2 separate regions of the Sus scrofa genome follow, and region 2 is linked to region 1. The links are chromatin contacts, called in public Hi-C maps. All regions are on one chromosome and are shown on one strand. Each heading gives the region's core, a stretch centred on a gene start, on an enhancer-like site or on the middle of the called end of the contact. The rest is flanking DNA. Distances are from core to core; before and after follow the strand shown. Region 1 has its middle 170 kb from the start of TMEM144. Region 2 overlaps FAM198B (protein FAM198B).

The links. A called contact is a pair of places that touch in the nucleus more often than the background predicts.
Region 2: a Hi-C map of fetal heart ventricle shows a contact between it and region 1, with 3 times the contacts expected there. The contact joins two enhancer-like sites. A contact is called at or near these places in 6 of 47 Hi-C or Micro-C datasets (embryonic fibroblasts, fetal heart ventricle, heart right ventricle and 3 more) and 1 of 2 datasets of contacts at active chromatin or transcription factors (skeletal muscle).

The regions. Positions count from the first base shown.
Region 1 is chr8:46,962,153-46,966,303 of Sscrofa11.1, forward strand. No RefSeq gene overlaps it. Among named protein-coding and RNA genes, the nearest start is that of TMEM144, 170 kb to the right of the region's middle. Within about 2 kb of position 1,914, at least 2 of the 83 cell types and tissues checked have an H3K27ac peak or open chromatin away from gene starts, as enhancers often do.
Region 2 is chr8:47,087,699-47,091,849 of Sscrofa11.1, forward strand. All of the region lies in intron 2 of FAM198B (protein FAM198B), which reads right to left. Among named protein-coding and RNA genes, the nearest start is that of TMEM144, 44 kb to the right of the region's middle. Within about 2 kb of position 1,768, at least 18 of the 83 cell types and tissues checked have an H3K27ac peak or open chromatin away from gene starts, as enhancers often do.

The sequences.
Region 1 (4,151 bases), core at 664-3,163:
AAATTGGAAACTCCAAGATTAGTTATCAATAGAATAAAAATCAACTAACTTCAAGCATGAAACCATAAAGTTATCAAAAATAAACATAGATGCATTTTTGATAGCCTTGGAGTGGAGAAAGAACTTTCTCATCATTAAAATGCAGAAGTCTAAGTTAAGTGAGAAGAGGTTTTGTTTGTTTGTTTATTTTGTTTGTTTTAATACCAGTATAAGAAAAACTAATCAGGAGGTTTCATTGTGGCACAGTGGATTATGGACTACCACTGCTGCAGCTGTGTGTGGTATAGGTCACAGCTGGGGCTCAGATTTGATCCCTGGCTCAAGAACTTCCATATGCTGCAGGTACATCCAAAAAGAAAAAAGAAAAACTGATCATAATGTTATCATAAGCAAAAGAAAGACATTTAGCCAACCTAAAAATAAAAATAACATTGTTTCAGACAAAGTGTAATCTCTCAAGTATGTAAATACCTAGAAACCAAGAAAAAAAGCCAATAACCCAAGAGAAAACACAGCAAAGACATGAACAGGTCATTGAAAATCAAATGAAAAGATCCCCTGAGAAATAATGAAAACTTTGCAATCTCATTCACCATAAATTAAATCTTAGTTAAAATATTATGATAATTTTACCTATAATATTTATCAAAATTCAAAATATTTGACAATGGAGTTCCCGTTGTGGCGCAGTGGTTAATGAATCTGACTAGTAACCATGAGGCTGAAGGTTCCATCCCTGGCCTCGCTCAGTGGGTTAAGGATCTGGCATTGCCATAAACTGTGGTGTAGGTCACAGACGCAGAAGAGGCTCAGATCCCGCATTGCTGTGGCTCTGGCATAGGCCTGCATCTACAGCTTGGATTAGACTCCTAGCCTGGGAACCTCCATATGCCGCAGGCAGCAGCCCTAAAAAAGCAAAAAGACAAAAAAAAAAAAAAAAAAAAAAAAAAAAAAAAAAAAAAAAAAAAAAAAAAAAAAATGACAATACACTCTGTTGGTCAGCATATATGAAAATAAAAGCATTTCTATTCATTCTTTTTTTTTTTCTTTTTTTTTTTTGTCTTTTGTCTTTTGCCTTTTTAGGGCCTCACCCACGAGGAATGGCGGTTCCCAGGCTAGGGATCCAATCAGAGCTACAGCTGCTGGCCTATTCTACAGCCACAGCAATGCCAGATCCGAGCCATGTCTGCAACCTACACCACAGCTCACAGCAACACCCACTGAGCAAGGCCAGGGATCCAACCGCAACCTCATGGTTCCTAGTCAAATTCGTTTCCACTGCACCAAGACGGGAACTCCCCATTCATTCTTAATGGGAGTACAAAATACCATAACCTATCTTGAGGGGAATTTGATGAAACCTAACAAAATTTAAAATGTTTTTGTCCAGCCACTGTTATGGGAATTTTCCCTGCAGAAACACCTAAAATTATTTTTTACATAGAAAGTTATTTTTTTGCAGTACTTGTCTGTTAGCAAACGATCCAATGACAATTAGTCATGTCCATCTAAATGGGATGGATTAAATTAACTATAGTATAGCTACATATGTGAAGAATTTTTAAATAATGAAGAAGGTTTTTATACCCTGATATGGAAATTTTCCAGGATACATAGTTAAGTAAAAAACAAACAAACAAAGATCATAGTTAAGGTATGTAACAGAGCCATATCCTTTGTTTAGGGAGGTAATTAATGGTATGTATTTGCCTGTATTTATATAGAGAAGGTTACACAGGAACTTATAAAACACAGTTCCGTAAGAATGTTCAGTCAATACAGGGTGGCCAGGGACAGGATCAATGACTATATATATAAATGCATATATATATATATATATAATGTAGATTTTTGAACTCCATGAATGCACTAAAAACTCAAAAAAAATTAATTCAAAATGTATAAAATTGCCCAAACCTCAGAACACTATTGTATAGAAATATTGCATAATAGGTACTTGTTGAATATTTGTTGAGAGCATGAATGTGTAAGGATAAAAATTGTCTCCTATAAATAACGGAAGGAAAGAAAGCAAGTTAAAGAGACAGAGACAAGAGAGGGAGGGAGCAAGAGATAAATCCCACTTGACTTTTGTTTTCACACCTGCTATTTTTATTTGAGGTTAATTTTAAATATAACATCTGTTGTCTTATCGGTAAGCATTTCTTTGGAGTGCCAAAAGAAATTCTTTAAGTAATGCCTTATCAAACCAAGAAGCATTATATCACCTCATGAATACATATTGTGCACTTATTGAGATTATTCAAAACTATATACTCACTGTGCATGCAAGTACATTAAGTGCTTCATTCCATATGTATAACTGGGTCACTTTGTTGTACGGCAGAAATTGACAGAATGTTGTAAATCAATGACAATAAAACATTAAAGAAAAGAAAATTGGAGGTGGGTAGCACTATTCCTTAATTTAGAGTTTTCAATTAGAATGAAAGTTGATTTAAATTTTCTTAGTTGATTTCCAAGAGTTGTATATCTGTTCATCTGGGTGGCATGTTTGATTTATTTCAGTGTCATTTTTCACACGATGCCTTAAGAGGATATTAGAAATGTTTTATTTTCTTACATTGGCTCTATGTATGTAAGTTTGGTGTATAGAGATAAAAATTATTGTGTTTATTATTAACCCTAAAAAAATTATCTGTAATATAGAAAGTAAATTTCAGGCAGTATAAGGCAATTTGAAAGAGTCAAACAGTGAAAAATCAGATATTTTTGAGAGGATGGGGAATTTCACAGGGACCTCATCCCAGGTGTGATTCTTTGCTCAGGGTTAGTTTCAGTAAGTAATTCTTGACTGAGTTCTAATCCGGCATATTCAATTAACTGTTGTGTGTATCCAGCCATGGCTGGGGAAGTTCTGGATGCAAAGTGGTGAGATACAAATAGCGCACAGTCCAGAGTATATGGAGAAGATAATAGGTGTGGTAAGCAGTTAACTTTCATACTACGAAAAATGAGTAGTCTTGGGAGTGGGAGGGTGGAGGGCCTGTGATAGATACATTGTCCAGCAGATGTCATCATTGAATGAACAAATTGGCTGTGACTTCCATTCTTCTCTTTTCCCACATTTTATTATGGTGTTCTGAACCTAATCAGTCCTTGTGTATTGAATGTATGCAAAGCAAATACTTTTTATCCCCAAAAATCTCTGTATCCAGAGGTGCCACAGCTGGACGCATAGATGGACCCTCTAGCACACCCATGAGATGAAGACAAGCACATCATCAGAGGCCTGAGCTTGATGCTGAGTCTGCATCTGCCTGGTATCCCTGAGAGAAGTGCTAGATTTTTAATATCAATCTTTACTAATTTTATCCTGAATATCCAAATGAGGCAGAGGTATTCTGTATCAAAGATAGACTGTTATGTTTCACCTCAAAAGAAAATAGAGTTCCCCCTGTGGTAGCGAAACTGACTAGTGTCCATGAGGATGCGGCTTTGATCCCTGGCCCCACTCAGTGGGTCAGAGAATCTGGCATTGCCATGAGTTGCTATGTGGGTCGCAGACTGCTCAGATCCCACATTGCTGTGGCTGTGGCGGAAGCCGGTAGCTTTAGCTCTGATTTGAACTCTATCCTGGAAACATTCATATGCCACAGGTGCAGCCCTAAACAAAATTAATTAATTAATTAGTTAATTAAAATAAAAGTAAACAACGGCATTGTGGTCCCTCACCTCTTTATCCTTACCCCAGAGGTGACAGGAAGAAAGTCATGCATAACGTCTTATGCATCCAAACTTCAGTCTTTATCTCCAAAGTAATGGAGACCAGTGCATTTTTCTGTTACATCCATTGGAGAGACAGCTATCTACCTCCCTTTATGAAAAAAAGGAGAAAAAATATATAACTTTTGCTTCTTTGAGAAGTGATGGCAGGAATCCTGGATTCCCACTCTGAACTTTTGGAATGTAAATTCATCTTTCCAAGGCCCAGATAAATACTGAATGTCTCCTGCTTTTGTGACCTAGAGATGTTGCCAAGTCCTGGACTTCATAGGTTTTGGAATGTAAATAGCTAGGAAAAGAGTTCTCCAGTCTTTCTGGCACCTCAGGACTTAACCTAGGGGTCTAGTCCAAATTGCCACAGATCTAATTCTCATAACATGTGAAGAATCAAATGTGTCCAGGAA
Region 2 (4,151 bases), core at 518-3,017, 130 kb after region 1:
GCTGCTGCAGCTTCAATTTGACCCCTAGCCTAGGAACTTCCATATGCTGTAGGTGCAGCCCTAAAAAGAAAAAAAAGAAAGAAAGAAAGAAAGAATGATTGTCAGCTGTGAACTGAATTGTGTTCCCCAAAAATTCATACCTGGAGGCCCCAACCCCAGCACTTCATAAGGTGACTGAATTTGGAGAAAGGGTCTTAGAAGAGGCAACTAGGTTAAAATGAGGCTCCTAGAGTGGCCGAAATCCAACCTGACTGGTGTCCTGATAAAAAAAAGTAAACTTGAACACACAAAGGAACATGAGGGCACACAGCCACAGAGGAAAGATCAGATTAAGACAAAGGAAGAAGGTGGCCATTGCCAGGCCAAGGAGAGAGGCTGCAGAAGAAACCAAGCCAGCTGACACCTGGATCTTGGACTTCTAGCCTCCAGAACTGTGAGAAAGAAATGCCTGTTGTTTAAGCCCCTCTGTTTGTGGTATTTGTGATGGAAGTTCTAGCAAACCGAAATGCCAGCCCCCACTCTTAACTGTAAAGCTATCTAAATTAGAAACCAGACAGCTTCACCCTCATGTTGAGAGCAGTGCCTCACACACAGAAAGTAAATGCTAACATGCAACTGAATTCAACCCAAATGTCAATATTTGCCCATTAACTGAGGTCAGCTTCTGTGTGGTCCTCAAACCAACTGAGAGACTCCAGCAGAGCAGGTCTAATGAAAACGTCATAACCTTGGGCTCAGGCTGGTGCTGAGAAATTTGAAATCAGTGGCCATAGGAAGATCCCCTCCCAGGCCACAGAGCTTTTGTGTAGTCTGGCTCCATGAAGACAGGATTCTTGACTGTTTTGTCTACTGACATAGTTGCCAATGACTACAAGAGTGGCTTACATACAGCAAATGCTCAATAAATATTTCTCAAAAGAAGAAAAGATAAATAGGATGCTGTAGAAGGGAATAGATTGTATGGAATGGAGGAACAAGCATTTTTAGGCCGTGAGCACCATGGCAACTGCCACATACTGTCCATTCTCTTCCAGCCTCACAGGAGATCAGGGGACATGGCCCAGAGGCACAGCAGAGAGGGTTTCCCAGTTCCTCCACCTTGCTGAGGAAGGTAGGTAATGAACAAACAATTGGGCAGCAGAGCCTAGCACCACTTGGAGCCCACACTCAGTAAATTTTTGTGCAGTAATAAATGAAAGTGAAAGTATTAAGCTGACCAGCTCAATGTGACTGTTAAAGAAATATCCCTGGGGCTTTTCTGATAAAGAACACAATGAGGTTTCAATACAGATTTGCAGAAATAAGACATGACTCTTATGCTCCTGAATAGATATTTTAAGAAAGTTGGCACCCATGTCCAAGATTTCTAGGGTTTTGAGGTAAAAGTGCTTCCAAATTGTGGGGGTATCTGGGTTATTCTCATAACTTCCTCTCTATCCTTACCTGAGAGCCTTGGACAACATGAAATGTACAGTTGCCGTCCCCCTGCTCTGGCAGTCACACCTCCAACTGACAGCACTACTCACATGTACTCAAAAAGAGAGTGGAAAATACACCCTGGATGTCTCCTACTTTATGATAAGATGAGGCAGTGCAAGTCAGAAAGCAGTAAGCAACTGGGGATCTACAACGAATCTAAATGAAAGTTGGTGGGGTGCCTGCAGTTTGTCATCCAAGCAGCCTTCACATACAGAATTCCTGGAACGAGGCTACCTTAATTCAGTCTGACAGCTCTGTGGCAATGAAGCAACATCCTAAAAATAAAGCACACATAATGCATCTTCCATGCTGGGCATGAAAAATAGCACGATGCTTAAATGCTACCAAAATGGTAGCCCTCAGGATTCATTCCCATCTCCATGCAGATTGCTGGGAAGCTTGGCCAAGCTGCTAAATGGAAGATCACAGGGGTGCTGGGCTCTTCTGCTCTTGACTTTCACATGGACATAGTCTGCTTTGTCTTGTCTGAGATAAGTAGTTCAAAATATTTTGTTAAAAATTATCTAAATGTATCAGCACCACATAATATTTGGTAACCTTCGTCATGACTGATGATTTTCCCAAGGACAGTTTGGCAGAAAATGTACTAATAGGTTTGGTCATATTTATATACAAATGATTATTTATGATAAAACAAGAAAATCTGGTAAAAATTGGATTGTATCTTAAAAACAACAAAATAATGCCATTTGCAGTAACATGGATGCAACTAAAGATTCTCATACTAAGTGAAGTAAGTCAGAAAGAGAAAGACATGATGGAAGATAATATAAGAACGGGAATATATATGTGTGTGTACCTATATATATATATATAGATATAGATATATATAGATGTGTGTGTGTGTGTGTGTATACACATTGCCATAGGTACCACAGTATAAATCGACTATAACTTTTTAAAAATTTTTTTAAATTAAAAAGACAACCTGTGTCGCAGTATTCAGTGCAGTGTCACACCTCCCTTGAGTAAAAATATGTTAAAATTGTTGATTTGAAGAAAAAGGCGAATAGAAATGTGCATAATGAAAAACTGGAAATGATGTTACAATGTAAACATTGTTGTTACTCTACCATAACCACATCAAGTTATATTTGGGAGGTAATGTGCTTTAAGAGAAGCAACAGGAGGAGACTTTAGTATCAGGCAGAATTGGGTACAAATTCCAGCTCCACTGCTCACTACCTATGTGTCCTTAGATGAATTTCACACCATCACCAAGCCTCAGGATTCCCATGCTTAAAGTATCAATATTATCTGCTGTGTGAAATTGTTAAGTGACACAAATAGGCAAAGTCACCAAATGCAGTATAGACCCACAAGAGTTTTTGCAGATTTACAGTAGAAAAATATTTCCTTATTGCAAATGTGGACTTTATAAAAAGGTCCTCGATGCTAGATTTCAATTCACTTTTGCGTTTCCCACAAAGACACATATAGGATGAGACTCTGGTCCACTGATCATGGCTGGATTTTGTAGCACAGCACACTGGCCCTCGCTTCCTAATTACAACCTTGCCCTTCCCTGAGTATACCCTTCTCATTTTCTGGAATGTCTTTAGAGTGACACCGTTAGAAAATGGTCTGATCTATAGTATAGGACCGATAAGCCTGCTAATTTCATATATCTATATATTCTTGCTTTCAAGGGGAGTCATCTAGAATTCATTAAGTTATACAACTCCTGTACCAGGAGTTCCTATTGTGGCTCAGCAGGTTAAGAACCCAACAGTAACTGTGAGGATGTGGGTTCAACCCCTGGCCTCGCTCAGTGGGTTAAGGATCTGGTGTTACTGCAAGATGCAGTGCAGTTTACAGATGTGGCTCAGATTCGGTGTTCCCATGGCTGTGGCATATGTTGCAGCTGCAGCTCTGATTCGACCCCTAGCCTGGGAACTTCCCTGTGCTGCAGGTGTGGCCATAAAAAGAAAAAAAAAAAAAAAAAAGAACCAAGAACTTGTCCCTGAGCTAGGGGCTAGTGGCTCTGGGCTGATAGGATCAACTATGCCAGTTTTACAAATAAATACCTAAAGATGAGCTTTATACCTGCGGCCTTTTGCTTTTGGACTAAATAAACAGAAAGCTTCATCTGAGAGCCTGAGGCTGGCAGAGCATATCATAGCACCTGATGCTCTTTTATACCTCCCTCCCTTTGCATTTATGTATCCTTTTAACATCCAGGTAATTTGTATGACTTTGAGCAAAGATCCTTAATTCCACTGGGTCTCTACTTCTACATCCACAAACTGTCTCTCCTAGAGCATCCACCACATAAAAAGTTTAAGAAGATTTAATGAGATAATATGTGCATAGTACTTAAACAGTGCCTGGTGTGTGGTAACATTCACTATTACTCTTGCTGTGGTTAAGCTTGTTGTCTCCCTGAGATGTAAAATGTGCCAACAGCCTGGATCTGTTCAGCAGTGTGCCGGTCGTTGGGGTTGCGTTATGTTAGGAAACAAGACACATAAATAGGCTGTGGTGATGAAGAAAGAACGTATACCTTAAAGACCCTAAAACAACTGGTGAGGAAAGAAGAAAGAGGAAAGACTTGGAAGTTATAAGACAAGGGCTGGAATTCTTTTTGGACAATTAACTCATAGCGTGAACTTCTTACCTTTATTTCACCTCAAAATTGAAGTTAAAAAAAA